Regions from separate parts of the Oryctolagus cuniculus genome. Here region 1 is linked to region 2. The links are chromatin contacts, called in public Hi-C maps. All regions are on one chromosome and are shown on one strand. The core of a region is the stretch at or near the end of the contact, and the rest is flanking DNA. Distances in the headings are between cores, read along the strand shown. Region 1 overlaps DNM3 (dynamin 3). Region 2 overlaps DNM3 (dynamin 3).

Region 1 (7,469 bases), core at 1,851-4,350, 120 kb before region 2:
GAAATAACCTCACAGCTGCTTAGTTTTCCTGGAAGGCAAAGACATCTCAATTTTAAAGTTAGTTTTAAAACATGAAATCACTGTTCTTTGAAACAGCTGTCTAGTCAAAAACTCCTTTGTAGTGTACATTTTTAAACAACAATTTTTAAAAACCACAAGGAGCTCTGTAAAGATTTCCTTTATCTGGGTTGTGAATTATTTTTGGTCTTTTGAGTAACTGTTGAAATTATGAAACTTACTGGAATAAAACAGATGTCTGTTTTTGTTTTGTTTTTAGAGGAAGAGGGAAATATTTTGGGATATTGGGACTCACTGGGTACCTCGACCAACCATGAAGTCTAAAAATTTGATTGTTAATGCCTCATCTTTCCATTCACCATCATTTTTTCTACCTAATACCAGAATATAAACTTTGTGAAGGGAATGGCGCTGTAGCACAGTGGCTTAAAGCGTTGGCCTGAAGCACCGGCATCCCATATGGGCGCCTGTTCTAGTCTCAGCTGCTCCTCTTCCAATTCAGCTCCCTGCTATGACCTGGGATAGCAATAGAGGATGGCCCAAGTCCTTGGGCCGCTGCACCCATGTGGGAGACCCGGAAGAAGCTCTTGGCTCCTGGCTTTGGATTGTCGCAGCTCCGTCTGTTGTAGCATCTGGGGAGTGAACCAGCATATGGAAGACCTCTCTCTGTCTCTACCTCTCTCTGTAACTCTGACTTTCAAATAAATAAAATAAATCTTTAAAAAAATGCCTGTCATATAGCTTCTTAGCAAATGTTTATTAACCAAATGAATAAAGGATGAATACTTTAAGAACCATTCTACAGAACAACATGTAATCAGATCCATAATTCATCTTCAATTCTATCTTTTATAGAGATATTTGGTGTGGAAAATTCCCTAATATAAGCTTTGAGGTTGGAGATGAACCTAAAAATTGCACTGTTTTTATTGGTTCACAATGGATCTTTCATCCATGATTTTATGTAAATCAACTCTAGTATTGTTTATACTTGTACCACCTTTGATAGTAATAAATTCTATAAACAGCAAGTATTAATAGTTCAACCCAACTGATTTATAAATAAGGCACTGGGAACAACAAAGAAGAAGTAATTTACCCCGTTAATACTAACTGGGAATTTGAGTTGAGGCTGTAAGAATGAATAGAGGTTGGCCAGGTGGTGAAGAGGTCTAGAGGTCAGAAGCAACGGGACATGCCATGGTTTGAAGGGAGAAAAGGGCATATCATGGGCTTCTTGGCCTCAGGACCATCACAACCATCACCAGCATCTTACTGCTTTCATATCACTTTCTCATGCAAAACACATGTTGCTAGTGAAATGATTAATATTTTAAAATGATCTTGTGACTTATTTCCTTATAGAGTTCCTTGTCACCATTATGTCAAAAATGGTTGGGTATACCTAAAATGGCTTCCTTAACCAAGTCACAGAATGATCAAACTTCCTGCAGGATAGAATTTTACCAACTTTTTGCAACAAAGATGTTGATTTTGGGCTATAAGCAATTTTGTGCACAGGATGTGTGTGGGTCCGCTCATTCTGCTGTCACTGAAGGTTGGCAGTGAGATGCCTCACAACCATAATGGAGGTGCTTCCCCTAGCTTGGGCTGGGAGGTGCAGCATGCCAAGTTCACACACATTGTATGCAACCCTGTCCACAAAGGTCCAGACTTCCCTGATGTACCCAGGGCATCCTTATGGGGCCTCAGATAGAGCAGTGTAGATCTATATTTCCATGGTAAAAACTCACACTAAACTTTTCAAAATGAATTCAAGGAGGAGCATGCATAGGACTTGACATGATTTAAACAATAATATCAAGAAGTAATAATTTTAAAATATTTTGGAAAGCTATTTTGGGGGGACCTACTGAACACAGCCATTGATAACATGACCCTGCCAGTTCTTTCATTCTTTTAAAATGTTCTTCTACCCTGTTCTCTTTAACAGTATCTTAATATCAATATTAAAACTTTCAAAAGACATCTCCCTAGTCCCAGACTCTAAAAATTCTCATGTAATTCTTCTAGGTGCTTGTAAACTAAGATGAACCCAAAACCGTCCATATTATTCCAGAATTTTTGGCTTCTTGATAAACACTACACCTTCTGGGATTAGATTCTACTTCTGTTCTCATCATAGTTCCTCATAAATTTTTGTTTTGCAGAAATTTTTAATGAGTTATAAATTACTATTATTGTTATTATTATCGCATCATTAACTCCAATGAAAGATTCCACACCGAGTGATTCTCGAGTATAGTACACGTTGAAGGTAAGGGCCATACTAGTATGGACTGGGCAGCATTTGTTTCCCTAGCATGTGATAAGGCATGGCATGGAAAGGCCAATGGCCACTTCATATTTATTCCTCTCATTTTAAAAATGCTGAGTTTAATAAACAAGACAGACTTAGGATAATTGTGGTTCTCTCTCTGCTTTCTTCACCAGTTGCCTTTTATTCCATTCTAAAGTCTTTCATTCATTGCTTTGGGCTAAATGAAGTTTGGATTGCAACAACAACTCTTTTTTTTTTTTTTTAATGACATTGTAATGTTGGCTAATTTGCCTGCTATTGGTTATGCCCAAGTAGACGCATGACCTGTGGCTGTTTGGCTTGTCCTCTTGTGGGAAAATAACTTATTGAAGCTAATAAGCTGTATTAAAATAAAATAAATTCACATGGCACCCAGCATCATAGCCACATGCTGTATGGTTACTTATTATCCTGAGACACCAGCTCCACATCTCCAACTGCCTACTGGGCATTTTCACTCACAAGGCCTTCTGTGGCTTCCTCTTTAACCCATCTGAAACCAAACCCATCACCACTGTTGGAGTTTTAGGGAGCCCCTTAATCCTACCCTTTTCTTGCCCTCCCTTGTTGAAATGGTTGCTGTTGCTGTTTTTAGAAGCAGTACACAGGAAACAAACAGATAAGGCATGGAACAAATGGATCAAATTCATGGCCAAATGTCTAGCTCATACTTCAGCTCTCAGTAATCACAACCACAGCTGAGAGACCACAGGCCTCTACCAGAGGGCAGAGCTCACCAGAACATCTTGGAATGGGAGAGAAATGCCTGTGTCCTGCAGGCACAGGCTTTCTCAATTTCTCCTTTGTAACTCACCATTCAAATCAGTTAGTCTTCTTCCTCTTGAGAAAGGAAACAAAGAAGACTGAGGAAAAGGAGCCATGAACTGAAGTCCCTTCAATGAGCCAGGAGATTAAGTTCCCACTTTCTGACTGATCTCACCTTTTCTATTTTTATTTCAATACATTTTTAGTTTTTATGACATCAGATTATTTTAGCATTTGGGTGTGATGACTAGTTAGATAGTAAGCTTTGTGTATTTTGAAAATTTCTGCCATTTAAATTGTAACCTACCTCTTTTTTGACCTTTCTTCATCACAAATAAAACCTCCATGGTTATAACCAAAATTCATACTTTCAGCTCTTTTGTTGTGACAGTTATTACTGCTGACATGGATCTGGCACCAGGGCCATTGGCAGCCAGAGGAGGTCAGGACTAGTGGTGACTCAGCAGTCTTCTGCAGCTGGACTTACAGTAAATGTGTTTTGCAAGATTCTTACATATTTTTCTAAAGATTTTAAATTTAATTTTATTTTAAAATATTATTTGTTTTTATTCTTTTCTATGTCAAGAAAAGGAAATGGCATAGGTCAAATATCAAATCAACTCAATTCGAAGAAATAATGTCCTGTTGGGAATGAGTCAATTCTCCAATTTGAAACATTTCTAATGATCTTTAAAGAAAGCATTGAAAGACAAGAAAAAATATTTTAATGAAATGAAGGATCCTAAGCTTACTTAGGTGTTAATGATTTCTTCAGTTTCATTCTTTCACTGGAAATTATTTACTAAACATTGGTACTACACTTAGGTTCTATGAATAAAAACATATTCCCTACTCACAAAATTTACATCATGTAATAATGGAGATTGATAGCAAATAATAATCATCTGATTACAGCACTTACTTGTATCTTCTGTGAGAATTTAAAAGAGTGACATGCCAATTTAAGAATTCAAGAACAGTTTAAACTAATTCTAAGTGTAGAAATAAGGAGAAAGAAAGATTGTACCAGGCAGACTGCATAACATATGCCAAGACCCTGAGGCAGGAAGAAGCATTGGTAGCTAGTGCCTGATGAGTAAGTCAGGAACCAGATGGTTTTCAACCTTGTTAAAATTGTGATCTTTATCTTATGCAGTGGAGAAACACTGATAGGGAGAAATGTGGTTAGATTGGGCTGTAGAATGGAGAGTAGGGGGTGGAGCAAACGCAGGTATTGGGAATTTTTTGTTGTGATCCAACTGAGGGGTGATGGCATTCTGAACTACAAAGATGAAATAGAAGAGTCATTGAGGGCTAATGGAGGATGCATTGACAACACTGACTGGTAAAAAATGTGTAGGGGAAGAAAAGGGTATCATTAATAACTTGTATGCATCTAGCACAAGCACCCAGCACAAGCACTAAATTCTATTTAGTAATATGAGGGAACGTTGGAGAGCAAGAAGATTTGAGAGTAAATCAAGATTTTGAGATTAGAGGTATCAAGAGGCTATACAGTGGTATATCAAAAAGTTTGGTCTTTTTCATACTGTTGAATGGTGGGGGAATAATTCTAGGATAGAATAAGCTTGGGCAATCCTGCATAGCACATTTTGGTTTTTGGAAATTTAGAATATGCATTAATCTATTACTTTTCTGAAAAGTCCTACATGAAGGACATAAAATTTCACTTAAAATTAGAGAAATAATTATGTATAAAGCTCTCTGAAACCAGAATGATTTTGAAGCAAAATTTTATATTTTTTGCGATTTATCCTGTAGATGTTAGTCATTTGGGATCTTGTAATTGTGATTTTATATTTCTTAGCAATTATGTCCATAACTGTTCTTTACAAAATTACTATCATAGAAGTATAATTAGTATTCCTTAAGATGATTTAATCTGATTTGTGAAATCATAAATCTCATTCCTAATTTTGCTTTTCTCATCTTTTATATTACAGTTGCATTTCATTTTATGATTCATCAGAGAGAAAGCTGTTAAATTTAACAATGATATGCTTGGTTTTCCATAGTTAATTCATGGCTTTATAGTATCCTGTATTGTGTTTTGCTTATTTTTATAATTTTGCAAATTTTGAATTCAATGCCAACAAGGTAGTTTTGTTTTCTTGATTTTCATAATAAGCATAATGATTTTTGTTTGTGAATAGATTTTTTGGTTGCATGTCCTGTGTGTCAATCCTACATGTGCAATGTCATTTGTTTCATATGTAGTATGTAATTACAGTTCATGTTTTGCTATTTGACACAAACTTTCTTGGAGTTTTATTTTATTTGAAGTGGCTTGGTGGTTCTCTAGATGTGAATCCCTTGGTCCTTGTCTGTAGGGTAACAGGATCACAGTCCTCACTGGAGTGGATGGAGGAAAGAATGAGAGGGAAGTGATAGAAGAAACAATTCAAAAAAATTTAAGGAGTTTTTCTGTCAAAGCAGATAGAAATACAGTGGTTCTTGGGAGTAGAACAAGATTAAGAGAAAGTGTGTGTGTGTGTGTGTGTGTGTGTGTGTGTCTAATTGGTCACTTTTAAAGCACACTACTGTGCCATATGGATTATCTAAGCAGTTGAAAGGGAAAAAATGTTGAAGAGAAAGGGAATGATTGTAGGAAGAAAGTCCAAGAGAACATTAAGAGAGATTTGGGGGCCGGTGCTGCGGCGTAGTAGGTAAAGCTGCCACCTGCAGTGCTGGCATCCCATATGGGCACTGGTTCAGGTCCCAGCTGCTCTACTTCCTATCCAGCTCTCTGCTATGGCCTGGGAAAGCAGTAGAAGATGGCCCAAGTCCTTGGGCCCCTGCACCCATATGGGAGACCTGGAAGAATCTCCTGGCTCCTGGCTTTGGATTGGCGTAGCTCTGGCCATTGTGGCCAATGGGGGAGTGAACCATCGATGGAAGACCTCTCTCTCTCTCTGCCTCTCCTTCTCTCTGTGTGTAACTCTTTCAAAAAATAAATAAATCTTAGAGAGAGAGAGAGAGAGAGAGAGAGAGAGATGGGACCCAGTGCATAAATTGAAGATATGACCATCCATTGTGCAAGGGAAAGGCAGAGTCTGTACTTGCAATACAATCAGTCTGATGGATTTGTTAGAAAGGAGATCGAGCATTCTCATCTGGTCTTGTCTGTGTATATTTTCCCTATGAAGTAGAAGCAAGGTTATCAGTGAAGTATGAATAGTAAAGGCTTTGTTTGAGATTTGAAGGAAGAAAAGGTGTGAAATGATAATCACCTGGTTCAGTGAGGAAGCATATTTTCTACAAAGTATAATAGGGACATTTGGAACAGTTGGGTGCCTACTTATCTCCAGGTAAGAATTTGATGTGTGGGGCCTATGTTGTAATGCAGTGGGTTAAACTGCTATCTGCAACATCAACATCCCCTATCAGAGCTCTGGTTCTAGTCCTAGCGGCTCCACTTACAATCCATCCCCCTGCTAATGTGCCCGGGAAAGCAGCAAATGATGGCCCAAGTACTTGAACCCTTGCCACCCATGTGGGAGACTTAGATGGAGTGGCTCCCCGCTTTGGCATGGTTAAGCCCCTGCCATTACAATTACAGCCATTTGGCAGATGAACCAGCGGATGGAATCAATATTTCTCTCTCTCTCTCTCTCTCTCTCCCTTTCAAATAAATAAAATAATTCTTTTTTGTTTTTTTTTTAAAGAATTTGAAGTGTGTGCTGTTAGAGAAGTTATAGTTTTTCTGTTGCCTTGTTTAGCGACTTGGATCAAGGAACTAAATAAGAAAACAATCTCACTGGAGTTTCAATAGACAAGTAAAATGAGAAGGGAAAATATGATAAAAGGAAGTTCACAGGTCTTCAATAATGTAGCATTAGTGACAGAGTGAATGCGTGCAGAAATGGAGACATGAGGAGGGTTATTACTGGTGGGAACATCAGCAAAACTCCACAGTGGAGATTGTTCAGATTTTCAAAAACGGAAAGCAGAGTGGAAATTTTTATTGATGGGTTTATCATCAATGCCCTGCTATAAAGTTTGTAGTGGATATAGGGAATGTTTACAGTTATTTAGAAAATATATCAGTGTTCAATAGGAATTTGCTTTGAATCTTGAAAAACACATTGAACCAGACTAACTCTAGTTTTTAAATAGAATTAAGTAGACATAATATACTTAGACTTTGATAAAAATCTTTTGGCATATACCTGAGCGAAAATAGAGAAACATGACAATATAGCACATATATGATAGATTTATAATTAAGTCTGAAGTCTCATTGATATTTATGTATTTATTTCAAAGGCAGAGTGAGAGAAAGATAGAGGTTTTCCATAAGCTGGCCTACTCCCCAAATGGCTACAAACGTCAGGTCTGGATCAGT
Region 2 (6,895 bases), core at 1,170-3,669:
AGATACGCTGCCACAGGAGAATCTCCCACTTCTATGATAATTTTGAAAACCTAGAGAAAAAGGAAGACAATGTAAGAAGGTCTCCAGTAGCTTTGAATATGCCTTGGGAAATGAGTTTATTTTACAATCAAATACACTAGTTGCCTCCACCATATAAATATTACCTGTATTTGGTTTCAGATTTTTCATGAGACCATTCAATCTAAATTTGGTTTTGAAATGTATACTTAAATTATTTTCTTTGTCTCAGAAGATTAGTGTATCTCATCTAGCATGAGCCCTCCTTTGAGAGTAAGAGATGAGAAAGACTTCTAAAGGCATTTTGCAGGCCGAGGCTATGATGAAGTTATTTTGTTTGGGATTGGGTATTTACGTAAGATACATTCTGTACCACATGGATTTTTTAAGTCTATATGAGTATTACTCTCCAAGCTAGTCTTAAGAATGAACAACGTTCTCTCATGTAAATCTACACCTAAGTTTTGTGCTCAGAGGCCCACAGCCAGTCTTCCAACTTGGTTATTAAAACACCGTTCACTGAGGAAAAGCTATAAAAAAAATGAGAAAATATCTGTAGACTTTTAAAAACAACTAGAATTCCTTTTTCTCCTTAGTAGTGTTGGAAAATATTTTAATAACTAAAATAATAAAATTTCATTTGAGGCAAATTCCGTGGTATCTTAATTATTACTTCTTGGAATGGGAAAGTTACAAAAACAGTAGCAAATTTGTTGCCTAGAGAAACCGCTGCAGTAATTTCCCTCCACATACTTATGTGTAAAGTCAAAATAAAACCCATGCTGCAAATATTATTTGCATGAAAGCAGACTTGGACTTTCAGCTCTAATAATAGTGGCACTTAGGACTGAAAATAATGGACCAGAAAAATCTTGTGCCTCCTCTGGCAGACTGTGATTAACTTCCTTAAATACTCAATAGATCAGTTTAGGAATCTGTAATGAAGATTTTTGGTGTAATTACTTGATTCGCTTTCATACTTAAAACACTCTGAATTCCTCCATTACCATCTTAATGCTTGAACATCAATAAGTGTATTGAAACTTCATTTTAAAGCACATCTTTGAGTAAGCACATTGAAGTAGTGGTTTCTCACTTTTACTTAAAACTTTGGTGTGTGACTCATTACATCTTGAAGATTTCTGTACACATAAATATTTCTGTATATGGAAAGCTTTTGTCACATGTGGTCATTTATATGTATTGTTCGTTGGCTGTCTTCTAGGTGAACAACACTTGGGGGCACTCTTGCCAATAACAGTTGCTACTGTTTTGTTCCAAGGTAGAGCAAGTGTCAGGAAAATATTCTAAAGGGTCACAAAGAATCTGCAATTTACAAACACTTTCATAGTCTTCATGGACTGTTTACAGTTTTACTTAAAATGTCTTTGTCGTAAAAGTTTTGCATTCATTTATTTTTCCTATTGATTTAATGCCACTTATTAAAATTAAAATGTCTGAGTTGTAATACTGTGTAGCTACAATAATGAAGGTAGCACTGACCTTTGTCTCTAGTTCATAAAGCACTGCGGGATTGAAAAAGCAAGATTCTAGACTGTTGCTTTTTATTGTGCTCCCATCTTATTCCCTCCCCCCATTTCCTTTGTCTGCAGGCTGGGCCAGCCACCCAGTTATCTAGAATAGTCTTCCTCTAGTCACTTATGTCAGACACCTGCCTTCTAGCTGTGCTTGGCAGAGCAGTAGAATGAGGTAATAATCAGAAGAAAATGTTCTGTCTTTTGGCCTCATCCACATACAGCATTATTCAAAACAGTTCTCTGTGGGTGAGAACAGTCGCTTTGAGATCCCTTGGTCTAATGTTCCATAGGGGTCTGGAGGAACAAAACTGTACACTTTTTGGATCCCTTGTAAAGTAATGGAAATATAAATGATATCTGACTAGGCCTGTCCTCTCTGTGATGTTTACAGACATTTAGAGGTATATGTGGAAATGAGAGCCGTTCATTTATAAACATTCCGGCTTCACTTTCCCAAGTTTTCTTAAGCAGAACCTCCATGGTCATTACAGCAGTGTTATCCTAAAGGCAGATTTTGTGAACGATTTCTCCAGGCTTGTGGCAGTTTTTGCACGACAGATGCCCGAAGGACATATGGTTTCCATAGATTTTCCGTCTAGACTAGCTTTATTTAGAGACTTTTGGTCTGAACCGGTCCAGTTAAAGTTTCTGTAGGAGCTTATATAAAAATTCTTGTATAAAAATTTTAAATGTGGGCATACCAGTAAGGTGTAAAACAAAAATGTTGACTTCTTATTGGCAAAGGATTAAAAGAGATTGGCTGAAAATTTCCTTCGGGTTAAGTAATTCTGATCGTTGTATATGCCCACTCATCCGGTCCACCCCACGACGCTGTCCAAAGTGGAAAGGCTTACCCTGAAACTCCAATAGCTCTTAAATTTTGTATGCTCCTCACCATTTTCCTGAGTTAAGTTCTTTGTACTTCAGTTGGCGTGTGTGTGTGTGTGTGTGTAAAGAAAGCTCTAATTCTTTCTGCAGACTTTTTACATGACCCTGGGGACATATGATTCTTTGCCCTTTTAGCACCTATTTTTACAAACACAGCATTTCTCTCATTTAAAAAAAAAAAAAAAGAAAAACTGTGCCTCCAACACACCCCCAAGTGGGAGGCTGAACCTTTAGGAGATTTCTAGTGCTTTCAACCAACAATGAAAATCCCATTTTAAGATGGTTCTTGAGCCACTGTCAGAGATTTATTTAGAAACAATATGACACTTTCACAGGAAAAGAGTAACTTCTAAAATTGCCCAGAAGTCTGCACTTTCTTCCTCTTGTAAGAGCCTGTCCCCCTTTAACTGCATCAGAACGAGGAGACTTGTGGAAAAGAGAAAGCATGGGCAGCTCTGTCCCCATCAGTCCCATCCCTTGGCTTCTCGCTAAGCATTTAATTGGACTTACTCACATATTTGTCCACTGACATGGCAGCTTGCAAGGCACAATGCTTCTCTGTTTTTCTGTTTGCTCTGAAAGTTTTTCGTTTTTAAAATTGGAGCTCTAAGGCATGTTAGAGCTCCTCCTGCTGGATTTTCTTTTTATAAGTGACTGGGATTGTAATTGGTAAAGGGCAACTCTTTGTCTCTGTTTTTAACCACTTGAATTGATCCAAATGACCAGAAAAAAAAAAATAACAAGTGATACCCTTAAAACTGTCCCTTAATGCAAGGGGCAATATCAAGATCAGGCAGACACTGAAAAGTTGGTACAGCACAAATCTCTAAGTCTCCAAATTCCTCTCGCTGTTTATTTTTATTGTTGCTAAGAAAATAAAATAAAAGGAATTGGAATGTTAGCTTTTCTATCAACACTGTTGCTTACATAGCCACGCTCTCTGAGGAAAGGCCCCAAGTCACACTCTCGGTCCTTGCTGTCCCAGAAAGGCAGAAAAAGGATCTCCAAATATCACAGGGCAGAAATGAATTTTATAGCCCTCACCCTTGCTGCTTTTATTTCTTTTCTCTCCCTGAGCTGAGATGGCAAAGGAATGCATGTCTCATAAGTGGAAGCTGGACTTTCCTTGTGGTTAGTTCTCAGCTCTTCTCCTTCTTCTGCCAAGTGGTGGGAGTCTGCCTCCCCCTCTGCTGCAGCCTGGGGAGGGAGGGGAAAGTCAGAGAGAAAATAGAAGGTGAGGAGGATCAGAAACAGTTTTACCCACCACCATCTATGGAAGTAGTAGGTTTCTACAGAAATTAAGTTCTGGGAAGTCTCTTGGAGGGGGTGGGCACATGGGAGTGGAGAGAACGGAAAGAAGGAAAGGAACAAAGGGAAAGAGGGAGGGAGGGAAGAAGGAAGGGGGGAAATAGGAGGGAGGAGGAGGGAAGCACAAAAGGCACAACGAATCACTGGAAAGGCTGTTATCTAACTCCATTCACAGCCATGTGCTTGAAAAACCCATAAAAAACGATGGCCCCTCTCTGTGTAACTTTCCCACACTGAGTTCTTCTTAACTTCTGCTTCTTTGCATCACTCTAACCCTTTTCTCTCTCCACTTTATCTATGGTCAATGTTATGATGTGGAGGCCAAAATATAAAAAAATTAATCTCAAAAGTAATGCTTTTTAGAAATCATATTTAAAGGGGCCGGTGTTGTGGCATAGCAGGTGAAGCTGGCACCTGCAACACACCAACATCCCTTATGGGCACCAGTTCATGTCCCCGTGGTTCCGCTTCCAATCCAGATCCCTGCTAATACACCTAATAAAACCAGCAGAGGATGGCCCAAGTGCTTGGGCCCCTGCTATCCACATGGGAGACTTGGAGGAGGCTCCTGGCTCCTGGCTCCTGGCTTCAGTTGACCCAGCCCTGGTTATTGCTGCTATCTGGGGAGTGAACCAGTGGATGGAAAATCTCTCTCTGTCTCTGTGTGTGTGTGTGTGTGTGTGTGTGTGTGAGGGGGTATTTCCCCCTCTCTAACTCTGCCTTTCAAATAAAAATAATAGATAACTATTTTTTTAAAAAAATCATCTTTAAATACAACTAAAAAACCTCTAAGTTATCTGTGTTATAGTTTTATTAGGACTGTGCACAAAAGAATTATTGGTTGCCTGTGATCAAGAATAAGACGGCACTTGATTCCACAAACTGGCAGTACTTTCCTGACTTTGTTTCCTTCACAACTACCTTTCCTATTACTGGAATGCCAGTCCCCTCAATTCTCCTGGCTTTCTGGCAGTCCTGATAACCCTATGGCCTCCTTCCAACTCCAAGCTGAGACTGTAGGCTTCCTGAGATTCCTGCAGCCCAGACCTGTGGTGCCACTTAACCCCACTGTTGCTGCCCTCTTTTGCTTTCCATCTCAAGGAGAAGCTCCTTTTGAGGAGTGACTGTCTTTCTTATCTCTGCGTCTCTAGCCCTTTGTACAGAGCCTAGCATAGAAGTAAGGCTTAGTGAGGGAATGAAAGAATACAAAAATTGAGTTGACTTGCAATACTTAACCACAGTTTGTCTTGGAATTAGCCCAATGCTTAGTATATTTTATGAACCAATTTAAACACATTGTTTTGTTCTATTCAATTGAAAACAATGCCTGAGTGACTGTTACTAAAAAATTATTTTTTACAAATCATAGACTGAGCAGAATTTTACTGGGCAAATCATCCTCCAAACTGCCTTTTTCCCATAACCACAGAAGTAGACATATTTGTGCAATACCTCTTGGTGAAATCCAAGTCAGCTATTTAGGACAATGCAGAGAAAATGTGACAAGGCAGATTGCACTACAATTTGTCACAGAGACTACTTTACACAGGATATTACATATTTGTATCATTAAATTAAATGTGGACTTTTTCTCCTTATGGTTTTATTTTCAATTCATTAATTAATTCATATTTTCCCAGTGACATACATTAGAAAATCTTGGGTTCATTTTCACAGGGAAAGAAATGCTTCCTCTAATATGTAGCAAGAATCATTTTAGGGAATTCCTTAAACCCTTTAAGTAGACTCCAAGTCGTTTATTCTTTCCAACATCTACTGCAAACTGTTCTTGGACAGTACTGGCTTACTCTGTTACTGAAACCAAAAAGGCCAAAAATATGCTGGCTATCGCCCTCTAGTTTTTTTGTTATAAATTATAAAATATTATCTTCCATGTGGACAAAATCATTACTATTATTGCATTTTTGAACTTAGTTTCTTGCCTTTTAGCTATGTAGAATCTATTTATTGAATAAATGCTTAAAATAGGAAGCAAAGTAGAAATGTAATGCTGAAACTTACAACACTGTGTCCAGTAATTTGTTGTCTTAGAGTAGATAATCATAAGACAAAGTAAGGATCTTTGATCATAGTTAGTTGCCTTTCCATTTTCCCTAAAGTTGTGTTCCTGCCTGATTTATCCTTGAGTCTGTTCACTAGTTCACTTTGGTTGATTTACTGATTGGGACACTGCCTTTAGAAGGTACTGTGGAAAACTGCAGAGAGGGTCAAGAATAATCTCAGTTGATAGGAGGTACAGAGTATTGTTCAGATGATCAGATACACATTCACACCTCAAACTTTGAAAATGATGCAAGGTTAAATAATTTCAGAGGGTAGTGGAGAAGTAAGAGATTTCAATTCCTAACATCTCAGAAAGCAGTTTTTGTTTTGTTTTATTTTCTCGGCCTTTTGGCTAAGATCAAGTGTAGTATTTTCTAAGAAATTGGTCATATGTATCCAAAAGAAAGGAAGTATCTTACTTCTCAGGGTTCAATAGACAAAACCTTTCTGTCTCATCAATAAGATTTAAAAAAAAAAAAAGTTGACTAAATTCATATCAGATTCTGGTGGCTCTTAGGACCCTGGAATGTGTAAATATCCCATAAGCCTAGATATAATTATTTGTAAATTGAATCCTAAAGACATAATTATATCTTGAAATTTCAATTATATTTAGGAAGTATAACTCATGGTGGAAAAGAAGCCTCTCAAACATATCCTTTTTATGTAAATAACTACCCTTTCCAGAAGAGATTGCCTCCAGATATTGTCAGCTTTTGCCTATCATTTTTAGGGGCTTTCTCTTTTATTTGGAGTCACCTAACTAATTAGGTTGGACTTCAAACACAGCCTCCTCAAAGATGAGAATTTGGAATGAATGTTTAAAGATACTTACATCCACTCCATTTTCATAAACAAATACAAGCTTCCTAAGTAGGTAATTTTTCTGTGACTTATAAGAAAGCTACTATAGACCATTATCTTTGATTTTACCACATAAACTAAAACTGCCTTGACCCAATAAGTCTAAATCCCAAAGGTATCAAAGTGTTTCTACCAACATTTCTTCATCCTTCTTGAGATTTTCCCCAGCGCTTTCTCTTTTTGTTTTTATCTTACCTGTCAAGTAAATTGAATTG

Evidence for each region. Hi-C and Micro-C count contacts between places; a contact is called where the count stands out from the background.
Region 1: a Hi-C map of skin fibroblasts shows a contact between it and region 2, with 2.1 times the contacts expected there. The contact joins two enhancer-like sites. A contact is called at or near these places in 2 of 6 Hi-C or Micro-C datasets (skin fibroblasts and an unstated tissue).

What each region holds. Positions count from the first base shown.
Region 1 is chr7:26,185,327-26,192,795 of mOryCun1.1, reverse strand. All of the region lies in intron 17 of DNM3 (dynamin 3), which reads left to right. Among named protein-coding and RNA genes, the nearest start is that of C7H1orf105, 140 kb to the right of the region's middle. Within about 2 kb of position 3,100, at least 1 of the 8 cell types and tissues checked has an H3K27ac peak or open chromatin away from gene starts, as enhancers often do.
Region 2 is chr7:26,067,820-26,074,714 of mOryCun1.1, reverse strand. The region is part of intron 21 of DNM3 (dynamin 3); the gene reads left to right. Among named protein-coding and RNA genes, the nearest start is that of C7H1orf105, 21 kb to the right of the region's middle. Within about 2 kb of position 2,419, at least 2 of the 8 cell types and tissues checked have an H3K27ac peak or open chromatin away from gene starts, as enhancers often do.